3 separate regions of the Sus scrofa genome follow, and regions 1 and 2 are each linked to region 3. A link is a contact called in public HiChIP or PLAC-seq data. All regions are on one chromosome and are shown on one strand. The core of a region is the stretch at or near the end of the contact, and the rest is flanking DNA. Distances in the headings are between cores, read along the strand shown.

The links. HiChIP or PLAC-seq counts read pairs in DNA pulled down with a chosen protein or histone mark.
Region 1: a contact with region 3 is called in an H3K27ac HiChIP or PLAC-seq map of alveolar macrophages. The contact joins the promoter of PDE8A here to the promoter of WHAMM in region 3. A contact is called at or near these places in 2 of 47 Hi-C or Micro-C datasets (liver and skeletal muscle) and 1 of 2 datasets of contacts at active chromatin or transcription factors (alveolar macrophages).
Region 2: a contact with region 3 is called in an H3K27ac HiChIP or PLAC-seq map of alveolar macrophages. The contact joins the promoter of TM6SF1 here to the promoter of WHAMM in region 3. A contact is called at or near these places in 2 of 47 Hi-C or Micro-C datasets (both in skeletal muscle) and 2 of 2 datasets of contacts at active chromatin or transcription factors (alveolar macrophages and skeletal muscle).

What each region holds. Positions count from the first base shown.
Region 1 is chr7:52,556,088-52,559,791 of Sscrofa11.1, reverse strand. PDE8A (high affinity cAMP-specific and IBMX-insensitive 3',5'-cyclic phosphodiesterase 8A) reads left to right here and starts at 1,310. Exons shown (of 22, transcript XM_021098898.1): 1 at 1,310-1,406. It overlaps MIR9848 (microRNA 9848), which reads right to left and starts at 3,539; the gene lies at 3,456-3,539.
Region 2 is chr7:51,842,940-51,846,773 of Sscrofa11.1, reverse strand. TM6SF1 (transmembrane 6 superfamily member 1) reads left to right here and starts at 1,842. Exons shown (of 11, transcript XM_005666106.3): 1 at 1,842-2,047. The coding sequence starts at 1,956.
Region 3 is chr7:52,138,389-52,142,115 of Sscrofa11.1, reverse strand. It overlaps WHAMM (WASP homolog-associated protein with actin, membranes and microtubules), which reads left to right and starts at 1,783. Exons shown (of 10, transcript XM_001927315.5): 1 at 1,783-2,527; 2 at 3,622-3,727. The coding sequence starts at 1,913.

The sequences.
Region 1 (3,704 bases), core at 61-2,560, 420 kb before region 3:
GTGTGTTCCTGTGTTGCCCAGAACTTCCAGGTGCCCACAGAGCTGGGGTGCCTCTCTGCTATGAACTTCACCTTGAGAGATTCAACACAGGGGCTCGGGAGTCCTGGGTAAGCCAGCAGGTGGCACATTCAAGGTTTGGGTTATTTCTGTCATTGTAACACCTTTTGTGTCCCCCGTCACTCAAAATGCAAGTTATGGCCAGGGAAGAAGTAGGAGGCATCCGATGTAAGGCGCTTGAAGCTGGGATGGGAGGCAGGTGGCGGGAAGAGACTGTGACTTCCTGGAGTGTCCCAGGCTGAGTTCCAGAGTATTACAGAAGTGAGTGGGGGGTTACTCCTTGTGACCCCAGAAGCGGGCAGATGATTCCTACCTTTCCTGTCTGTCCCTGCTTCATTCTTAGCCTTAGGTCTTTAAGTCTAAGTCCCCAAATTGCAGAGCTGGGAATCAGTCAACATGGCTGTCCAGCAGTTCTCTGAGCACAGAGAGGGTAAGTGACCAGCTCAGGATGGCAATGAAGGTAGCCAGTGAGGCAGGGGCTGGGGATAGAAGTCCGCACTCCTAATTAGAAAAGGGGTTGCTCAAGAATTTCCAAGGAGAGGACAGGATGCTGAGGTTCTGCCTGTGAGGCAGGGGGGTGGGGGCGAGAGGGCAGTCTATAGTGGCAGGAGGAGGCAAGGTCAGTGCTGGGAGTCATCAAGGCCAGACTTCTCAGCGCCAGGAGGGGAGGACAGAGGGCGTGAGATAGTCTTTCAAGCACTCTGATGGTTCAAAGCGTTTTCTGCATGAATTACTCTTTATTTAGAAGGGTCCAGATTCTGCCTGGAAAAATTACCTTCTAAAATCTGCAGAACAAGCACAGAAAGCACACTACAATTTAGATGGAATAACCGATGACAGAAAAATCTTTTCCTGTGCCTTTCAACTGGGTACTTTTATAGGACGAGGAGGCATAAATCCCTAATTATTGCTTAAACTTGATAATGCTCGTCACGTGCCAGTGGTTTGGGCCAGCTCGGCTAGTAGAAAGGGCCAGCAGCACAAAGCTGCTCTCAAGTTACCGGTCATTTCTACCCAGTGCGCACCTCGGGCCCAGAAGATCACGGCTTGAGGTGCGCCGCCGGTTTGGATCCTAGCTCTTTGAAGCCCAAGCCATCGCGGAATCCGGCGCCCGAGGCTGTGTGATCCTAGCGCCGCAGAAGGGACTCCAGCCCAGAGCACACCTCCGGGTCTTTACAGTAGCTGGGCGTCCGGCTGGAGAGGCGGCAAACCAGGGTCGCTCCGGGGCCGCGCTAGGAAAAGGTGTGGACCGCGGGAGAGGAAAGGGACCCGCAGCGCCAGAGTCTCCGCGGACTTGGAGCCTCAGAGAGGGCGGGAGTGCGGGCAGGTCCGAGGTGGGCTGCGCCGGGGTACGTGATGGGACACCCAGGGGCGCCACCCTCCAGCTGATCGGGGGAGGGAAGACTCAGGCACGGAAAGGTTAAGTGATTCGCCCAAGGTCACACAGCGAGCTGGCGGCGATCTGTGTGGGATTGCAGTTCTGAAAGCGCGTCTGGCATCATCACAACCCTCGCCCTGCACGGCGGACGCCTGGTTCTGCTCCAGCAGGCCAGGGAGCCTTTGGGGTCTTGGGCGCCCCCGTCTTTGGTTCAGATGAGTATCATTGGTTGGCATCCCCAACCTGTCGCGAAAGTAGCTTCTCAGCATCCCAGCATCGCAGCCTCTCCGTTGCCAGTGCAGGCAAGCATGGTGCCCCAGGTCTTGGCGCGCGAGGGAGCGCACAGGGACTGAGACCCCCGACCATAACGCCCAGTCCCCACCTGCCTGGGATCGGAGTACGGGTGCCCTCATTGCCCTGTCCCCCCCGCCCCATGGAGATCCTTCCAGAGGCCTCTTTAATGGATGCGCGCTCCAAGGCTCAGAGATAGTGACCTGAACGAAGTCATGCAGCTGCTAAGTTATACAGTTGGGGGATTCGAACTCAGGGGCTTGGGTTTTGGCGGCCGCGGAACCGAGGTCAGAGCCCACGCGCCCAGGGTGGCTGTGTGTGGCCTTGGGCAAGTCGCTCTCCTACTCCCGGCATTGGGGCAGCGCGCCCCTCCCGTCGTGGCCGCGCATGCTCAGTGGCGGGCGGTGCCGGGAGGCGGCGGCGGGCGCCCCAGCTGCTTTGCATTGACGCCAGCACCCGCTGGAGGTCACCGCTGGGGGCTGGGCGCGGCAGGCTGCCGGCAAGACCCGGCCCGGAACACGGAGCCGGAGCTGCAGCCCGCAGCTCCCGGGTGAGCGTCGCCGCTTTTCAGCGCTTCTCGACGGCGCGGCCCCAGGTCCGGCTGGAAGTAAGGGCTCTCCTTCCCCACCGGGGCGTTCGCAGCCTCGCAGCCCTGAGGGGCTTCCTCAGGCCCCCACCCCTCAACGGCGAGAGACCTAGGCTACCTCTCTCCTCTACCAGCCCTCAGATCAGGGGCATTTATTCGTGGGACAGCAGGCGGAGCGGCGTGGGTGCCCGGGCCAGGGGAGGCAGCGGCTGCAGCGCCGCGGAGCGGGCGCGGGCTTGGCGGAGAGCTCACCTCCCCTGGGGGTCGCACCGCCCCACGGCTAGGGCGGCGTCGCTCGCGCGGCGCGGACTCGCCGGCTCTCGGGTCGGGAGAGCGCAAATCTCCTCCCCCGAAATTCCCCGGAAGCGCGGTGCGGCCGAGGCGAGCGCGGCGATGTGAGGGAGGCGGCCGGCGGCTCCCGCCTCAGGAAGGGCATGTTCGGAGGGGCGGCCGCGGCGCGCCGCCCGCCCCAGCGCCCCCTCCCCACCGCTGCCGCCGCCGCCGCCGCCGCCGCGCCCGCACCACGATAAAAGGGGCGGCCGCACTTCCTGACGCGAGACCCGCGCTCGCCGCCGCCGCCCGCCCAGGCGGCGATGACACGGCGCCCGCGGCGGCCCCGAGGCGCCGGGCGGGCCGTTTGCTGACCGGATCGCGGCTGCCCGCCAGCGTGTCCGCCGCGCCGCCGCCAGCATGGGCTGCGCCCCGAGCATCCACATTTCCGAGAACCGGGCGGTGTACCACGGCGGCAAGGAGGCCGAGGACGCGCCGGGCCCCGCGGCGCCGCCGCCGCTGCCGCCCGGCGGGCCGCGCTTCCCACACGGCCCGAAGACCGCCGCCTCGGCCCGGGCCCGAGGCGCCAGCCTCGCGGAGTCCGAGCCTCGCGGCAGCGGCGGCAACCAGGTAAGGGGCGCCAGGCGGGCGGCCGGGGGCTCTGGGGCTGCGGTCCGCCGTGAAACTCAGGCCCTGCGGGGCAGCCGCTTTCCCGCAGGGCCGGGCGGGGCTCCCTCCCGGGCCGCGGTGCCCTCTTGCCGGGCTTTGGATGACTTTGACGGACCGGGGGCAGCAGCGGAGGAGGACCGCCCGGGGTCCTAGGGATCCTGCTTAGTCGAGTTGTGATTGGGACGCTCCCCGAACGGCGGCGTCGGTTTCTGGGGCACATCCGACGTCTCGAGCAGGGACCGCTGTGAACTTGACCTGGGCGCTGGAATCAGTTCGCTACCAAACATTTGGTACAGGGGAACCCCCAGGGTATTCTGGCGCGACCCTGAGAGTTAACTCAGCATGAACTTTAATTCTTTTGGTTCTCGTAGTGGCCGGGGAGGGGTGACTAGCACTGTGAAGCCGGGGCTCTGGACCCTAGCACACCGTTGTGTTTTCCTCTGTCAGCTTTGC
Region 2 (3,834 bases), core at 593-3,092, 300 kb after region 3:
GCATGCTAACTGTTTACACGTTTTTCTCACACTAGGCTGTGGTCTTCATGGGCAAGATGTATTTGTAATTCATCTTTGTGTGATCGCTTCTCAGAACAATGCTAGAACCATGGTAGATCCTCTGAGAATGTTTGAGTAAGTTTATCAATGATTTAATTATCATATCCATTCTTACAGTAGCAGAGAACATAATGGAAGCCAGGTTGATATGATAAGGAGGAATAAGTCTAGGGCTGTGATGCTCAATACAGAAGCAACTGACCACATGTGGCTACTGAGCACTTGAAATGTGACTAGGCTGAAATGAATTATCCTTTTAAGTGTAAAATACAAAAATATAAAAAAAAAACTTTTAAGATTTAGTATTTTAAAAAGGTTGTAAATTATCCTATTAATATCTTTGACAATGATGACTCTTTTGGCTATATTATGTTAAATAAAATGCACTATTAAAATCAGTTTCAGGAGTTCCTGTTGTGACTTAGCGGCTTAAGAACCTGACTTGTATCCATGAGGACATGGGTTCGATCCCTGGCCTCATTCAATGGGTTAAGGATCAGGCACTGCCGAGAGCTGTGGTGTAGGTCAGACGATGGTGCAGATACTGTGTTGCTGTGGCTGTGGTGTAGGCCGGCAGCTGTGGCTCTGATTTGACCTCTAGCCTGGAAACTTCCATATGCCCCAGGTGCAGCCCTAAAAAAGAAAAGAAAATTACCTCTGTCTTTTTACTTTTTTATGTGGCTACTAGAAAAGAGAGCCCAATGGTGTCTTCAGCTTGCTAGTAGTTGTAAGATCACTAACGACATGCGCTTCCCTTGGTTGCTTAAGCTGTTCTCTGAAAGCCACTTCCCTTCCTTTTCCCAGGCAGTAGAGGAATCCAGGCTCTGTCCCGGGGGTGGGGGTGGGGGCGTTCTGAAGGGCCCCCCCGCCCCGCCACACGCCCACACGGTCAAGCAGCCAGGGGAAATTTGGTGCACACTATTCTCTGCAACTAGTGGGCATCCGTCTGACCGCAGTGTGAGCCCAGCGCCCTGGTCTTCCGGCCCTTGTACCCTGTATGGCCTAGCACCTGCAGACTGATGGTAAACTGGCTTCCAGGAACGCTACCGAGAGTAGAAATAAATGGCATTCTAGTCTCTTAAATCATTGTATTCCTCTGAGTGTCAGTTCCAATTAGAAAGTGGGAAGTGCAGGTGATAGTACTAGGAGGCGAGCGCCTCATGGATCCCACAATCACACTGATGGGTGTTAGCTCCATTTGGTAGAGAAGGGGAAAGATAACACATTGAGCCCTTGACCAAGGTGGGTCATCAGCTGGTTGAGTGAGCAGCCTGAGTTTAAACCGGGATTCAGACTGTGCGCAGGAGCCCTTCTTGGCTGCTTCCGCACACAGGTTCCAAAGTTCCGGGATCGTGTATCCTATTCCGTCCCCCCCGCCGTGGGTTCTCCACGTGGATGAGCTCCCGGGCCCTTCCCGCTGTGACACCCCCGGGTCTGGCTCCACCTTCTGCTGGCCCGCAGCTCGGCCCAGAGCCTGTCCAGGTCGTCGATGACAAGCTGCCCGCTGCGCCCGTCTCCCGGGCCCCGCGCCCGTCTCCCGGACCTCCGCCTTCCCGCAGAGCGCGCGCCTCCGGGGGCACCTGTCCCCGGCAGGGGGCTGTCTCGGTTCCTCGGCGCCGCCCCTCGCCCGCGGCGGAGTCCCAGCGCCCCTGGGCTGGAGGACCTCTGGGGCGCCTCCGGGAACTGCGCCGCTGCCCTGCGCACCCGGCGGCTGCGGGCGGGCGCGCCGAGGGGGCGCTGCTGAGGGCGCGGCGCGGGGGGCGCGCGGGCGGGGCGGGACGCGGCGCGGCGCGGGGCGCCTCGAAGGGCACGGCCGAGGGGCGCGGGCGCTGCCGGAAGCTGGGGCGGGGCGCCCGCGCGGGATGCGGTGAAGGGCAAGCGGCGCGGCAGCGGCGATGAGTGCCTCGGCAGCCACTGGGGTCTTCGTGCTGTCCCTTTCGGCCATCCCGGTCACCTACGTCTTCAACCACCTGGCTGCCCAGCACGAGTGAGTGGGCGCGCGCGGCGGGGGTCGGCGCGGCAGGAGCCCCAGCAACTTTCCGGATGGGGCTGAGCCGCAAACTGCAGGGCAGAGGTTCGGCGGCCTCTAGGGCTCCCGGCGGCCGGCCGGAGGAGGGGAGGCGCCCTGAGTCGCGCGGGCCGGGGTCCTTGCTCAGGCTGGCATCCTTGACATTCGGCGCAATTCTAGGGCCAAGTGCTGGGCGTCCGCTCTGTGCCAGCACCGTGCCAGGTATCCGGGGTTACAGAGGTCAATAAGGCAATGCCCCTGCCCTTGAAGTGCCCAGGGGGAGGGGTGGGGGCCGTACACACACCAACAACTAGGAGCTTGACTGTGTTACCTTGGGCCATGCCTCTTTTGGCAGGAACGTTTCCATGTATGGACACACACATACTTGTCATTTCTTATTAATTTTAGAAACTGTTGTGAATGACAAGCAGAAATAGCCCAGAATGAATTGGCAAAGACCTGGGTTCTAGGCCTGGCTTTGGCACTAACCTTATGGCCTGGCCTCAGTTTTCTGGTCTGTCAAATGGCCTATATTTGCATCTTATTGTCAGGATCCAAAAAGACAGTGAAGGGTACCTTGTAGTGTAGGAGGGGGAGTAGGGCAGAGAGGCAGGTGCATGCTAAGGAAATGGGTGAGGCCGAAGGAGGCAGCATATGGGTTTGGTTCAAACCTTGCCTCTCCTGTATGAGGGGATCCCTGGCCAATCAATGGCACCAGGCAGTGGCGGGCCTGCTTGGGCAGTGGGAAAGGGGCCAGACCTCTGTCCCTGCTGATGTTCCTTGCTGTCTGTGGAGCGGAGGAAGTAACCTGTTATGTTTCCCATAGCAGTTGGTGCTAAGGAAATTGCATCAGTCTGTATGCTGCAAACCCCCTCCAGACCTTTAGGCTGCGGAAAAGTGTCTGCCCACAGGGCGGTGACTTCCTTCTCTTTCACTGCTGGGGCCACCACTTACTAACGGCCTTATCCAGAGGGCACCCATCCATACTGAGTGCTCCCTGGGCATGGGCAGTGACAGCCTTCAGTCTGACCCAGTCTTGGAGCACAACTCGTGGAAGAAGTATCTCTGAGCAGTGAATGTCACATGTTTGTGAATATAGTGCATGGGGGACTCTGCTCTTCTAAAATGGCATTATGGACAGTTCAACAAATATTTGAGTACAGGAGTGCCTGTCGTGGCTCAGTGGAAATGAATCTCACTAGCATCCATGGGGATGCAGGTTCAATCCCTGGCCGCCTCGCTCAATGGGTTAAGGATCTGGTGTTTCTGTGAGCTGTGGTGTAGGTCGCAGGCATGGCTCAGATTGGGTGTTGCTGTGGCTGTGGTGTGATTCGACCCCTAGCCTGGGAACCTCCATATGCCGTGGGGACAGCCCTAAAAAGACAAAAAAAAAAAAAAATTTTTGAGTACATACTATATGCCTGGCAGTGTTCCAAGTGCTGGGGCACTAGCTCTGAACAAACCACAAGGGATGGGGGAGGCACATGATGTGACAGACCTCAACATGTAAAATGAGGCATCAAGAAAGAGTGACTGCGAGGGGGCACTGGTGGTCAGGGAAGACTTCTTGGAGGAGGTGACATGAGCTGCAGGAAGACGCGGGGACAGAGCTTTCCGGGTAGGGGAACAGGGAGCAGCACAAGGAGAGGGACATGGCTGGGTATGGGGGTATTTGGGAGGGAGGGCGGCGCAGCTTATGGAAGGATTGCATGGCTTGGAGAGGATCTGAGGATGACTCTGAGATTTTGGCCTCAGCTAGGGGGAGG
Region 3 (3,727 bases), core at 534-3,033:
AATAATATATAGTATTTGGCTTAGAAAAGAGCAAATACTACAAAAGAATCATAAAGGAAATGTAAGCCAGTCAGGCACCCCGGTAAAAATGATTAGGTTTGGTGTGTACTTTTCTGTTTTTTTTTTTTTTTTCCTAAGAATGTATACATTTATGCCCCTCTCACACAAAACAGAAATTACCTTTATAATTAGAAAGTCTGCTAATTTCATTTTGAAAAAGCAAATAATTTAGAACTACTAGAAAGGATTAAACAATATAACACAAATACGGTAAAAAGATATACTGTAAAGAATATACAAAACATATTAAAACAGGCTATTAAAGAATAAGTAAATCATTTTTAGCTAAAACGATAATGTTAAAAAATAGTTTGAGGGAGTTCTGGCCGAGGCACAGTGGGTTAAGAATCCGAGTGTAGCGGCTTGGGTCGCTGTAGAGGCGGGTGATTGGATCCCCAGCCAGGTGCAACAAGTTAAAGGATCCTGAGCAGCTGCCCAGCCCTGGAAACTTCCATATGCCCCGGGTGCAGCCTTTAAAAAAAAAAAAAAAAAAAAAAGTTTGAGGAAAAATAAATCTCTTTACCTAAAAGGTTATCTGTTCAAGAGGACTGAATAATAGCCAGAGCCGCTGTCTGGTATCCAGGACCCCACAATCCCCCTTCTCCCGGACAGATACAGGCAACGTTAGACTTTCCAGCTACATTCCACAGAGGTTCCTAGATGCCCTGGGATTATCTTCAGCGGGAGAGATGCCTAACGGTAGCTTTCACCTAGCTCTGTTTTTTATTTTTGTTGTTGTTGTTTGTCTGGGGATAATAACCAGTGCAAATCTGATTGCAGGCTTTCCCAGCCCCCAAACCTTCAAAAAGTCTTTCATTGGTTCCCGAATCAAACCCTCACAAACCTTGTGATGAAGGGTTCCTTCTCAGCTCCTTGTGCACCCCCTCCCTCCCCTCCGCCCTCTACCCCCACTAGCCTCTCAGTGCACTGGCAGGATGGGAGCGGACCTGTGTTGTATTTCTCAGTACACAGTGGGTAGAGACCAAGGCTGTCTTATTCCCTGTTGTATGAACAGCTCGAGCTCCAAGTCACACTCCCTCCCCACTGCAAATTACATCTCCGGATCTCCTTAAACAGGTCTTCAGCAACCAGGTGGTCTGAAGGGTGTGAAGTGCCTGATTGCCTGTGTAGCTTAAGAAAAATTTCTTTTCTGAGCCTGTTTCCTTATCTCTCAAATGAAGGGTTTTAACATAGATTGTATTTAAACATGCTGCTTGAAAGCTGGGGTGCCTTGAAGAAGAGGTATCTTTTTGTATGCTCCCTCTGTGCCCAACCTCCCAAAACACGCACACAGCATACATTACGTAAAAGTTTGTTGAATTGATACCAGTGTTTGTGGCTTCTACCTAGTGCTTGGTGCTTAAAGACCTCCATTAAATAACTATTGCTTAAATGTTTGATCTCACCACTCTTGAAAGCAGGAATCATGTATTCACTAGGGTCCTGATAACAGAAGACAGAATCTCCATTTTCAAGAGGTTCACAGATTAGTGTAGGACTCTTCATTTAACAATTTTTCAACGTCAATATGTATACAGGTGGAAAAGGGGAGGCAAGAGTGGTAATTTCGGGCTCTCGACTAGGTTGCTACCTTGATTGCCTGGGGTGGGAGGACGATCTTTTGACCTTTTCATTGGTTGTCGAGAGCCCTCCCTTCTATTACCCAACCAATCCCGGAAGCGCGCTGGAAACCATAGCTAGCCAATCAAAAGTGCCGATGGTGGCGCTAGTCTGGGCGCTGACCCCGATTCTAGTTCAGCGAAAAATGACGCTGTTCGGACCTTCCAGTGAGTGGGAGTGCCAGGCCAGGCCCCGGCGAGCCAAGCCCTACGGGTGCTGACCGTCGGCGGCCATGGAGGACGAGCAGCCCGATAGCTTGGAGGGCTGGGTGCCGGTCCGCGAGGACCTCTTCGCCGAGCCAGAGCGGCATCAGCTGCGCTTCCTCGTGGCCTGGAACGACGCGGAAGGCAAGTTCGCTGTGACTTGTCACGACCGCACGGCGCAGCGGCAGCGGCGGCGCGAGGGGGACCGGACGGGGCCCGAGCGCGAGCCCAAGCCCGTGCTCGAGGCCGCCGCCCCCCCGCCCAGCTGGGCGGGCCTGCTCTCGGCCTCCGGGCTCCGCGGCGCGCACCGGCAGCTGGCGGCGCTATGGCCGCCGCTGGAGCCCTGCTTCCCGCAGCTGCCGCCAGAGCTGGACGCGGGCGGCGGCGGGGCCTGGGGCCTGGGGCGCGGGCTGTGGACGCTGGTGTGGCCGGCACGCGCGGGCCCGGGCGAGGCGGCGCTGCAGGAACTGTGCGGGCAGCTGGAGCGCTACCTGGGCCAGGCGGCCGACGGCTGTGGCGGCTCCGCGGTGCGCGACGCGCTCTTCCCGGCGGATGGCTGCGCGGCGGACTGCGAGAGCCTACGCGAATTTCGGGAGCGGGCCCTGCGCGCGCGGCGGGACGAGGCGGGCTCACGGCTGCGCCAGGTATGCACCCACCGGGCGGACACCCGGTCCTCTCCCGCTCGGTTCAGCCTTGGGGCCTTTCCGAGGGTGGGGGTCCTTCCGTAGACCCTCGCGGGGAGGGGGCCAGTTTTTAGTGTGATGCACAGGAGAGCACAGTCCCATAGGTGCCCTTCACCTGTTGGGGAGCAGCTTGGGGAATTCTGAGGAATCCACATGGGGTCTAGTAAGAGGACTAAGTTACGGCAACAACATCAACAACCTTTATTCGCTGTGAGAAGCTGGGTAGGCCCTTAAACCATTCCGCTGAAGCTATTGGCGGAGCAGGCTGCTGTGATGCAAATACTAGAGGATACTGAAAGCAAAACTAGAGCTACCCTCTCCGTGTAGGAAATGACAACACGGACTAAATGTAAACAAAGCCAGGTTCTGTGCGTGAGCGGAGATCAGTAGTGGGGACAAAATGTTCTAGAGGATGAAGCGGCTTCTAGGAGACGGTTACATGGAATAGCCGATGGGACGTGAGCTGTATTCATCGGTCTTTAAGAGCAGCAACAGGAGTGCAATTTTAAGCTTGAAAGAGGTAATTAGAGAGATCAGACAATTTATTTTTTGAGTGGTAAGCTACAGAACTGAAGGGGATTCACAAATTCACAAAAGAGTTTAAGAGGAACTATGGCTCATATATCCACAGCTATCCCACACCCTGACTTGCCTCTATTTTGCCGGTTTCTCCCTAGGAGCCATTCTTTTTTGTTTGTTTTGTTTTTTGCTTTTTAGGGCCGCACCCGTGGCTTATGGAGGGTCCCAGGATAGGGGTCGAATTGGAGCTGTAGCTGTCGGCCTACACCACAGCCACAGCAACGCCAGATCCCAGCCGCGTTTGCGACCTGTACCACAGCTCAGGCAACGCCGTCGGATCTTGGACCCACTGAGCAAGGCCAGGGATCGAACCCTACCCCTCACAGAGACTACACTGGGTCCTTAACCCACTGAGGAAACTCCCTTAATCGGTATTTGACATTGATGCATTAAAGTTTAGAACATTCAGGTATCTTCAGCTTTGGTATGCTCTTATACTGTCTGTACTGGAGCTTTGTTTACATTTTGCCTTCTAGCTGCTTCGAGGTCACAAAAAAGCCAACACCATGGTGGCATTAATGGAAGTTTATCAAGAGGAAGATGAAGCATACCAGGAATTAGTTACTGTGGCAACCATGTTCT